Regions from separate parts of the Mus musculus genome. Here all the other regions are linked to region 2. The links are chromatin contacts, called in public Hi-C, HiChIP or PLAC-seq and Micro-C maps. All regions are on one chromosome and are shown on one strand. The core of a region is the stretch at or near the end of the contact, and the rest is flanking DNA. Distances in the headings are between cores, read along the strand shown.

Evidence for each region. A called contact is a pair of places that touch in the nucleus more often than the background predicts. HiChIP or PLAC-seq counts read pairs in DNA pulled down with a chosen protein or histone mark.
Region 1: a contact with region 2 is called in a Micro-C map of embryonic stem cells, with 2.1 times the contacts expected there. The contact joins the promoter of Zbtb21 here to the promoter of Ripk4 in region 2. A contact is called at or near these places in 1 of 39 promoter capture datasets (cranial neural crest), 4 of 484 Hi-C or Micro-C datasets (all in embryonic stem cells), 2 of 115 datasets of contacts at active chromatin or transcription factors (extraembryonic endoderm stem cells and pancreatic cancer cells) and 1 of 9 other capture datasets (pancreatic islet).
Region 3: a contact with region 2 is called in an H3K4me3 HiChIP or PLAC-seq map of embryonic stem cells, with 13 read pairs. The contact joins the promoter of B230307C23Rik here to the promoter of Ripk4 in region 2. A contact is called at or near these places in 4 of 39 promoter capture datasets (the 3T3-L1 cell line, cranial neural crest, embryonic stem cells and 1 more), 2 of 115 datasets of contacts at active chromatin or transcription factors (the SCID.adh cell line and embryonic stem cells) and 1 of 9 other capture datasets (adipose tissue).
Region 4: a contact with region 2 is called in a Hi-C map of liver, with 2.0 times the contacts expected there. The contact joins the promoter of C2cd2 here to the promoter of Ripk4 in region 2. A contact is called at or near these places in 2 of 484 Hi-C or Micro-C datasets (embryonic stem cells and liver) and 1 of 115 datasets of contacts at active chromatin or transcription factors (the SCID.adh cell line).

The regions. Positions count from the first base shown.
Region 1 is chr16:97,961,327-97,964,026 of GRCm38.p6, forward strand. It overlaps Zbtb21 (zinc finger and BTB domain containing 21), which reads right to left and starts at 1,296. Exons shown (of 3, transcript NM_175428.4): 1 at 1,088-1,296.
Region 2 is chr16:97,762,521-97,765,220 of GRCm38.p6, forward strand. Ripk4 (receptor-interacting serine-threonine kinase 4) reads right to left here and starts at 1,259. Exons shown (of 8, transcript NM_023663.7): 1 at 1,008-1,259. The coding sequence starts at 1,189.
Region 3 is chr16:97,995,988-97,998,687 of GRCm38.p6, forward strand. B230307C23Rik (RIKEN cDNA B230307C23 gene) reads left to right here and starts at 1,349. Exons shown (of 4, transcript NM_001362093.2): 1 at 1,349-1,449. The coding sequence starts at 1,447. C030010L15Rik (a long non-coding RNA gene) reads right to left here. Exons shown (of 5, transcript XR_001781957.2): 3 at 1,710-1,800; 4 at 939-1,464.
Region 4 is chr16:97,921,356-97,924,055 of GRCm38.p6, forward strand. C2cd2 (C2 calcium-dependent domain containing 2) reads right to left here and starts at 1,278. Exons shown (of 14, transcript NM_174847.2): 1 at 700-1,278. The coding sequence starts at 960.

The DNA of each region.
Region 1 (2,700 bases), core at 46-2,545, 200 kb after region 2:
AAGTGCATCGGCTGAATTAAAGAGTCATTTTTACGTAAGCCAAATTTCTACTTTAACGTCAATATTTAGGGGTAAGGTTAAGGGTAATGATTAATCACTAGAAGTGGAGGAAGGTTTTCAGTGGAAACACTAACATGGATTAACCTACTTTCAGCCTCTGAAACAAGGTGGGAGGACCATGAAACAAACCCAGGAACTTATGACTCAGGGTCATGCTGATGAACAATCACCAGACTATGCTGTAACACAGATAGATGTCCAAAGATGTAGAAGCGATTGGAGTTCATGCAACACACAAAAAAATGCCAAGCTTCAAAGGGCGGCTCAGTGTCCCCCAACACCACCCCTGTGTCGGGCAACCTTAGGGAGTACCTGTTTAAGGCTCTCTGTACACGTTCTGTAGTGTGCGGTTCTCCAGAACCCAGAGCCTCGGGGGCACATATGTGCATGGTTCTTTGATTACAAGGTGCAGTCTCTGCAGAGGAAGCACTCAAAGGTGCTCCAAATAACCAAGCCAGGGAGATGGGGGAGACCCCGGCCAAGATGTGAGCTGCAGGGAGGTCTTCCGTGCTATGTCCCCGAAAGAGGGTCTTTCTCCTAAGAAAAGCCTTGGGCCCGAGGGTGGGGGTGAGGGGTCCGATAGGGTGTGCATGGGCAAACGAGGTGGCCCCAGAGGTGCTGGCTGCCAGGCTGTCACGTTCCAGCCGCTGCAGGTGTGGGTGCCGCCGCCGCCGCCACCGCCCGCCAGTTTCCCAGCCCCGCGCGAGCGCGCGCCGCCCGCCCGCCCCAGAGAGCGCGCCCTAACCCGCAGCGGCGTCTCAACGGCTATGCTGTGGCCAGCACCCCAGACGCACACCGCGGCTACTCAGGCCGCCCGGGCCAGGGTGAGCAGCTCAGCGGCCTGGAGGCTGAGCATGCGTAGGAGCGAGGGCGAGGCCAAATGCGGGCAGAGAGCATGCGCAGTGCTTGGACACGCTCGACTACGTGGGAGTCTGGGCATGCTCGGTGAGGACCGCGGCCCCGCGCACGCGTAAAAGGGCCCGACGCCCGCAACCCACTGGTGGAGGAAAAAAAGAAGAGAAATCACCTCAGAGTTACGTCAGGAAAGGCCGCGTTTTGCGGAGAGGCCGTAGTCCCCGACCGGGCCCGACGTCCTCCTAGGGCGCGGAGCGTGACGGTTACTCACCGCTCTTCAGCCCTGGGGCAGGCGCCAAGCCCCTTTCCGCTCACACTCGGCTCGCGCAACCCGCAGCCTCCACTGCCGCTGTGATTCCATCCATCTTGAATTTGACGTCATCCCACACCAGGGATGAGGTCATCGCAAGCAGCGCTCGTCACGTGCGTGGCGCTGGGATTGGGTGCCGGGCGGCTGGGGGCGGGCCGAGGGCGGGCCTGCGGGAGCGCGGCCGCGTTGGGTCCGGCGCGTTGGTGCCTCTCCGGTGAGGCGCGGGCACGAGCAGCAGAGCGTAGGGACGCCCCCAGGGTACGCATGTGGTCGCGGAAAGCCCCTGAATGCGGAATGTGGAGCTATCGGGAAAATAGCTCATCTCCATTTCTTCCTCCTGGAGAAAGCGGCAGTGAACAAGTTGGGTTCCCAGGTTCCCCTTATTCGCTCTGTGGCTTTTTCAAACACATATCCAAACCTTACCCTTTTAAAATGGTGTTGAAGCTGGGAAGGGTGGTGCATGCAAGGAATCCCATCATCCAGGACACTGAGGCAGATTTCCCGTTAACTATTCTGAACTACAGAGTGAGGCCCTGGCTCATTTCAAAACAAAAGACAAAGAACGATTAACCTTTTTCCCTGCAACACCAGTTCTCTTTTAGCCTCTTTGCATGAAAATTACAATGCCATTTGTCAGATGACTGTACGCCAAAACCAGGCAGCTGGGTAACAAATGCCAAACTACAAATTCCAGCTGTGAAGAAAGGGTCTCTAGGCCACGGAAGTTTTCTAGAGCCTGGAACATAGCAGCAGACAGTCTCAACAAGTGAAATTTCTGTAACAGACTTTAAAAATGCCTAGATCCGCCGGGCAATGGTGGCGCACGCCTTTAATCCCAGCACTTGGGAGGAAGAGTCAGGCAGATTTCTGAGTTCGAGGGCCAGCCTGGTCTACAGAGTGAGTTCCAGGACTACAGAGAAACCCTGTCTCCAAAAACAAAAACAAAAACAAAACAAAAGCCTAGATCTTAAATTAGGTGTTCTATGTTTCAAGAAGTGTGTGGTTTTCAAGTATGCTTCTGAAGGTGGGTTTTAACTACGTGAATCAAGGTGAAACAGCATTATGAAGTGTGTGAGGGATATGTGGAGAAAGGAATCTTGCAATAGGTAGATCCATTGGGGGGGGGGACAGACTCCAAATGAATAACTCTGAGTATTTAGTTTTTTTTTTCATTTCAAGACTATGCCCTTTAGAATTTCACACTGAAAGTTCTCTTCTGCAATCATTCAAGGGTTTTTTTTTTTTTTGGTTTGTTTATTTGTTTGTTTGTTTTTAATGTATTTGTATTTGAACTGTATGGCAGTTAAGCAAGAAGTGGTCTTGTAAAGAGGGATTTGAGAGGACCACACACCATTGGGCCTCTTTTTTACATGCAGAAAATCAGTATGGAGCTGCAGAGCCTATGGCCCAGAGAGAAGCCAGATTCGTTTGTTTTGTTTTGTTTTGTTTTGTTTTGTTTTGTTTTGTTTAACCAC
Region 2 (2,700 bases), core at 9-2,508:
AGTTTCTAAGAAAAACTGGGTGATAGCAGAAGGCAAGCAAGCAAACAAACACAAACACCCGATAGCTCTGACAGTTTCCAGGCTAGAGATGAGGCATAAAGAGAGAACTCAAACCATCCCTCTTATTGTCACCCAGGCAGCCATAGTCACTACTCCAAAGTAATGTTGGAGTTCAGAGTTTCCGTGACTTAAGGCTGGTCCTGCAGACAGCTCAATGGAATTTAAGAGCTTTCTTTCTCTGGGTAAAACGCAAACACCACCACCATGTCGGCTTGGTTTGAGAGGAAGTCATTTAAGTCTGCCGTTCTGAGGCTCATACATAACCTATTACTACCAAACCTAAACAGTGAAACCTGAGGAAAATGTTTTTGAATAACTGCTCCGCACCTCGCCTCCAAATTTACTCACAAACCACAATCGCCAAAGAGTTTACCAGGGACCTCTCTGAGTCCTTTCCTATCGCTGGAATAATCCGCTAGGAGGGACAAAGAAAGGCCCAAGGTGCCCGGGGCCACCTGCCCAGGGTCAAAGAAAGACGTTCCCAGGGTCTCGCTCCTACCTTAAGTCCTTTAAAACGAAAGTGTGCGGGAAAAAGCTGTGGCATAACCAGATCTCAGACCTAAGCGAGACCCGGAGCCCTGTAAGCGGCTGTGCGCCGCGGACGCCTCGCCGGAACACAGCCGGTGCTTCCGAACGAAATAATTACGGTCTTACACCAATTTGTGCTCCGACGAAAATTACTAAGTGGAACTGAATCTAACTCGTTCACAAAGCGCAGAGGCCCACACGGCAATTTCTCTAAGCCCGGCGCGGACCGCAGCATTTGGTGGGTCCCGGACGAGCCCGACGCACCTCACAGGGCTCAGGGCCATCGCTCCCCGCCAGCTCCGAATCCCAGAAGCACTGGAGCTGCGAGGGACCGGTGGCCTGAGTGGCGCAAACTCTCTTCCGCGGCGCTTCACGTAGCACGCAGCCCCCATCCCACCCGGCCCCGCCCGGGAGCTGACCTGTCGTCGACGTGCAGACTGGGCGAGCACTTGATCGCGAGCCACGTCTTCCAGTGCACATGGCGCACCTTGTACACCTGCCCGAAGCCGCCCGAGCCCACCTTCTCCCAGCCTGCGAATTCGCCGGCGTCGAAGGTGCGCAGCAGCCCCAGAGCCCACCGGCCCCGGCCCTCGCCCTCCATCGCGTGCGTATCGCAAGCAGCCTGGCTCAACCGTGTCCGCCCAGGTGCTCAGGTGCATGCCCCGCCCGCTGACGTCACTTCCGACGCTAGCCCCATCCCGCCCCGCCAGTCCCCTGGGCCCACCCCCGACGCCCTCAAGGGAGCGGCTGCCGGTGAGAGTCTAGCGCCGGGTGTTGCGGTCCCACCAGGGATCGGTGGAATCCCTGCGCTCCTAGGGGCGTGCGCTGTGGCTGGCCAACTTCTCACTGTAGTTGTAGTTCGTACCTAGTTCACTTCTCACAGTGCTGCCACTCTGCAAAACACAACAAAGTATAGTTTCCAACTGAGACGTGGACTTAGATCTGATCGCCAGGCTTGCTCAGGTTTCCCGGGTTATGCGCATCTTCGTTTGCAAACGTTAAATCCTACACAATGTTATCGTCTGGGTCAGTTCATGTACCCGATGCCAGTGGAGAAACAGAACATTCTGTGCCCTCCTGGGAGGCTTTTGTAACTTGCACTCTTAGGCCCTGGCGATCGCTAATCTTTTTTTCTCTCCCTCCGCCCTCCCCCGAAAACATTTGTTTATATTAGAGTTATATAGTATCCAACCTTTAGGACTGGTTTTCCACTCCCCTTGCGTCTTGGTTTGTTTTTTGTTTTTGTTTTTGTTTTTTTACCGAATTCTTCATAGGAGGTAACTGGTTCTTTAAAATTCAATCGCCCCTACCCTATAGTTCAAGCCTGTAAATCACAGTTCTGAGGAGACTGAGGCAGGGGCATCACCTCAAGTTTGAGATCAGCCTAGGCTTCAGAGGGAGGTCTTGTTTTAAACAAACAAACAAATATCCCTTCATTATGGAAAACAGTGACCTTTTAAAGGTAAACAGATGGCTGGAAAAGGAAGGATAATCAACCTGTTCATCTTTGAGAAAATTCAGCTTTGGGAAGGTAGCCTGGTCAGAGGTGGAAATGCCTGCTGGTTAGGTCTCTACCTTCAAAAAACATTTGTGCCCGCTGTGCTTTTATTAAAAGTGAGCTATTCCTTACCAAGGCATATGAAAACTGGGCATGATGGGAGAAGAGGAGGGGACGTTGTGAGGACAGTAATTCTAGAGAACCTCTCTCCTGAGAGGTAGATTTCAAGTCACACCTAGCAACTGAGTCTTCTCTCCTGAGCCTCATCCCCCAGCTGGCTTCCCAGTGGAGGGGCCCACAATCCCAGCCCTACATGCTTGGAGGTGGGGGTGGGGGTGGGAGAGTCTCCTGGGAGCCATAGGCACTACCTTCCTTTTCCACACAATTTCTGAGTCCAAGGCAGCAGATAGCTATTTTAAATTCATCTGTAGTGAATATACCTAATGAATAAGCTAACCCTTTAAGAATAATTGGGGCTTTTCAATGAATAAAAATAACTTGAAAGTCAACATAGTCATTATTTTGGTAAGGAAAAAAATTGACTAGAAAGTGAGTCATGGCACCCGTTTCCGGGGTACAGCTCCAGGTATCTTTCTCTCCACGTTTCTAGTCTC
Region 3 (2,700 bases), core at 99-2,598, 230 kb after region 2:
ATTTGGGGGTTTATTTGGGGGTAGCTCTCTAGTGGATTCAGTGATCCCAAGGAACCAGAGAGTTCACTAGTCCCAAGGAGGTCAGAGAAGTTATGGGATGGGAGTATAAGGAGCAGAGGTGGGGAGAAGGAGCTAGCAAGGCATGCAGGGGGGAGGGAGATGGAGAGGGAAGTGGAGGGAGGAGGGGGAAGGGCAGGAGAAGGAGGAAGGAGGAGGCAGAGAGAGAGAGAGAGAGAGAGAGAGAGAGAGAGAATGAAACAGAGAGACAAAGAGTACAAACTGTCAGGATTATATAGGAAGATCTTCTGGAGACAGGAAAGCTCAGGGTACAAGGTGGGGTCTGCCAACTTTGCTATGTAACAGGTGGAGACTGAGGAGAGCTGGGAGAACCTGGAGGTTCAGCTGTAACCTTCCCAGCCTTGAGCAGGCTAAGCAGACCTTGAACATTCATCTTGACAGGCCTTATCAAGCTGGATAGAGACATGTGTCTTGGCTGCAGTTGCAGGTTCCCATGGGAACTTAGCTGTTTTGGCTGCCTGTGCTGACCTTGTTCTACAACATATTCCAGCTAAAGAAGGGGATGGGTTTTGTGGTTTTTCCCTTTATAAACGTAAAGCCTATTATTAAACTTTGAGTCTTGATCAGAATCTTTGTCTTGACTTCATTCTTCTCTCGCGTACCCCCCACCCCCATCTTTTCATTTCCAGCACCCCTTTCAGGTAAACTCAGTTCTCCCGCGGCTGCTGGATGGCTCCACCCAGCCAGCTTTGGTGTGTTAAATATATGCAGATCAGAAGCTGGTCCCGGGTCTGAATCCCAACCGCAACAAAACTATTGTTTCCCCAAATCTCTTTTTAATCGTTAATATCCTGGGCACCCTTCCGCTTGTAGGACAGATTGATAACTCCACTGCAAGTTGAGCTATGCAAGCTAACTACCTTGATTCCAGGAGGAAGGCAAACAGTCTACTGAGTGAGGAAAGCTCAGGCTGAAAAGTCAAGGACTTGCTGAGCACGGGGTCAACTGTTCACATAGGGGAGGAGCAAGCGGCTGAGCAGTGATAGGTGCAGTGGTGGTTCCTCCCTGGGGCTGTGCGGGGAGACAGAAGGGTAGGCTATTGGAGGACCGGCACAAGTATTACAGAAATGAAAATCCCTGTAGATCTGGAAAAGGTCGTCCCTGGATTTGAAGCTTGGTCTGAGAACTTCTACACTGTGTGGCTTCAGCACACTCTAACTCTAAGGGAGGTGCTCGACTCACTCAAGACTTACTGGCCAATCAGAGCCTCCAGGCAGACCTGCGTGTCAGAAGAGAAGGCGGGTTTTCCGGGTGCGGTGGTGTCGGTTTCGCTTCCTGGTTGAGTGCTTGAATGGTTCTGTGTGCCGTGCTCCGTTTCCTGCGGTTGGATGCTGTGGATTGTGCACAGGCAAGCTCCGAAGTTGCGACATGGTAAGCACAGGGTCACTGCCAACAATGGGGAGAAGCAGGGGTCTCAGCAGCGCGAGCTGGTGTGGTGGGGCTTTCACAGGACTGAATGGGAATCGGCGGCCACGTGTGAGGTCCTAGCCACTTGGGGGACCCAGCTGTAGCCTCTGAATAACTTCACTGTGGGGGCTGCATCTGTGCAGAGCATTTGGCCTGTGTGTAGAAAGATCTTTGGCATGATCCCAAACTCAGAGAGTACTAGTTTCTGCAAGTTCTGTTCTTACCATTTGCCATTAAGGTGGACAATCCATTGGAGTTAATTTTGTGGAGGTTGTAAAAGACATCTCATGTGCTGGGTAGCAATCCAATATCAAGCTGTGATGTAAAAGTGCAGGATTAATGATCTAAAGGATTTACTAAAGCTTAGGAGATAGTAAGGCACTCCAAGTAGAATTTATCTGAGGGTGGACTGCATGTAAAACATCCCACAGATAGGTAATGTGCTAACTAGGGCTGTTAGAGATTAGGTTGCTAGGATACACAAGTTAATTCACCCGGATTGTCCAGAAATTGGGCACCAAACCATAACAAAGGAAACAAACTTGATTTACTACCATCCACTAGGTTCATCTTCATATCAAAGAGCAGGCCTCTAACAGGCTGGTCTATGGGGCCTTACAGGATCACAATCTACAGTAAGGCCTGGTGTGGCATAAAGGTTCAGTTTTCTTCTTGAGAAAAGCATAGTTCTGCCACATGGGTGAGATGATGCCTAGTGACAACCATGTGAGAAGGTAAAAAAGAAAACAAAACAAAACACTGTTGTATTGAGTGCTAAGTTACACTTTCCCTGAGGTTTCCATATATGGAGAATGACATAGCTCCTCATGAAACCCAGGAACATGCTTGGCAGAGCCAGTCACAGCTTGGGGCCTAGGCCTTGGGAGCTTTCCCTGAGGCTCTGGGTATAGAGATAAAACAGAGCTTCTTCTCTAAGACCTGGAATATGCTTGGGAGAGCTGGTAATAGTCTGGGGCCAGGGCCTTTGGGAGGGGTTGCTTCAGATTCTGAGAGCACAACTCTTCCCACCGTACGGGGTTGTGGTTATCAGTCCCAAGGCCATGAGAGACTTGGTCAGAAATTTTTTCAGATACACTGAGTTTCCCCTTGTGCAGCAACTATTTGATTAGACTTCTCCTGAGTGTGTCCCATTGTATGATGCTTCTGCTGACTTCATAGTTTCTTCATCTTTCTCCTGACTTCATAGATGTCTCC
Region 4 (2,700 bases), core at 28-2,527, 160 kb after region 2:
CAAATTGTAGACGCCAGGAACTTGTCCTTACACTAACATCTCTTAAAAGTAAAAATAATTCTGCAAGCAATTAACAATGAAAGAAACAACCACAGGAGTATGAGACATAGAGCAGGGTAATAAGCCCAAGGTGTGAGGTCAGCACATTTGGGTTCTCATCTTGGCTCTGACACCAAAGACTACTTTAACCTTCCAGGCCTCAGTTTCCTCAGATGGATGATGATGATGACATGCTAATCTGGAAGTGACATAAGCATTTACAGTCCCCAGGGCTATAGCTGAGAAGCAGCGAGATCTCAATAAATGGTCACTATTCTATGTGCTCAGAAATGCAAGCCTTTTAGAATTTAGAAGCTTTAGGCAGAGAACAAGATTCTAAATGAAAGCACATTTGGATCACAGTTATCCATTTATCGGGTTCAAAACCAGTAGGTGTCCACTCGGAATCCTCTAGGGACCGGCTGGGTGGTTCTCCCACAGAAAGCCTCACGGAGCTTAAGACGTTTGCTGTGTGAAACAGTCAGTCACTTTGTTAACTCCCCACCTCAGGTGCTTCACTCTCCCTAGTTCTAACTTCAAAGAACGCCTTTCCTCGGTAGGCTCTGGGTGGCGAGTCAGGGACTGTGGCGGCCTCCCAGGAACAGGGCTCTTTCTGATGCCCCTCTCACCTTCAAACACCACGCCCTCCTAGGAACTCACCCCTCTCTTTTCGGCCTCATAGTTCAGGGCGGTCACCCAAGCCGCCTGCCACTGGTTCCCCCAGCTATCCCGTGTCAGTATCCAGGAAAGGAGTGTGTCCGACTCCCGGCGCCTTAGCTCATCCGGCTCCGCCCGCCGCCGGGGCGGGGGTCGCGCCTTGGCCAGCGCCCACTGCGCCAAGTACAGGCCCACGGTGCCCAGGGCCGCGACGAAGAGCGACACCAGGAAGAGCCACTGCACCTCGCTGAGCCACGAGCCCATGCTGACGGCGCATACCCGGCGAGCGCGCCCCGACTTCCCCCAGCAGCCGTGGCCGCAGGGCGCGCGGAGCTGGCGGGTGGCGACTCAGGACATCCGCCGGTACGCAGGGGCACAGGGTCCGGGGCCTGGGAGGCCAAGGCAGCGGGGAGGGCGGCGAGGACCGGTAAGCGAACCAAATTGAGCGCTGCGCGCCTGGGAGCCAAACGCGGGACAGAGGAAGCTGCTCCCCACGCGCGGTTGGGAAGTGCAAGGCAAAGGCTCTTCTTCCCAGCTTGCCGCCCGGGTTGTCCCGCCCGCGGCCCGTAGTAACCGCAGGAGGCCGGGCCTGGGGGCGGAGCAGGAGCGGAGTCTCTTTTTACAGCTCCGCCTCCTTAAAGGCCCCGAGGGCCCTCACGGCGGCGTTAAGGGCGCAAGTCCTCTCCTGCCACTACCTTGAGTGGTGGGTGAGAAGGTGTCGGGGTGCCTCGCTTGGCGCGCCTTGGCTGGGAACTGTGCGCTGGCGCGTGGGTGGGATGCCCAGATAAAGCGAGAATTCCAAGAATTTCCCCACTGCCAAGACTAGGATTTTGCAAGGCTAGCCACAGCAGCCTGTAGCTGTCACCCTAAAGTAGGCTGATGGTCGCTGCAATATGGGGATGATGCCTGTCCTATTTCAAGATCCAGGGAGGTGCTTGTCAAACCTAGGCCATAGTTCAGGATGTGCATGGATCATCGACTTTGGAGTGTGTGTGTGTGTGTGTGTGTGTGTGTAAGTATACATGTGTGGTATGGTGGGAGGGGAATTTGGTATGTTGTATGTGGTGGTGAGATTTGTATGTGCACAGTACCCGTTTTTTGTGTTTTGTGCATTTGTGACAGCTTTCTGCATGCTCATCTTGAGAAGTTTCAGAAAGTTGTCAGAAACATGGTTCAGCTGTGTTTTCTGCAGCTGCATCAGTGGAACTGGACTTCAAGTTAGGCTAGGTGGACCTAACATTCAGCCTTCTCCTAGTATGTTGGAGCAAAAGACTGGCTACATCAGGGGAGATATAAGCCTAGAATCAGTGTCCCTACCACATTTATCTTTGAGGAGAAACGTGGGGTGGCAGTTGGACAGAGGGACTTTGTGGAAACAAAATGGAATCAGTTCAAGGTTGCTAGGATTGAACTTGAACCTCTCCTAGCTAGGATATGGGATTAAAAACTCCCTAACCCTAACCCTGTCTTGAAAAAACAAAAACAAGCAAAAGAACAAACAAACAAGCAAAAAAAAAAAAGTAAACAACAACAAAACAACCCTAACCATGTCTTTCAAGTTACCATAGGATGATGAACCCTACCTAGCAGGCATAGTACACTGGCTGGAGGCTCAGACTTACTCCCCTTTCCCTCTTTATATCTGGTATTTTAGCAGAAACAAAGAAAATCTGTTCTCATTGAAAGAAAAGGCTGTTTATTTTCTAACCTAAAGCTAGATCTATTCAGTTGGATGATGTAGGTCTTACCAGACACCTGGGAGACTAGACCACATCTACCTGTGTCCAAATCCACCTGTGTTCCTATGTGTATGTTGGCTGCTACTATGTGGGTGGTGACAAGGAGCTCATCTATCCTGTGTGACTGGTACAACCAGTCTCATTCTTCCACGGACATGTCTCAGGGGCTGCTTACCCAACTGGATTGTAACAAACTTCAAATTAACCACCATCCCTCATCTGGAATGTGTCATATTTCTATATGTGTCTACAAAGAGATTGTTGA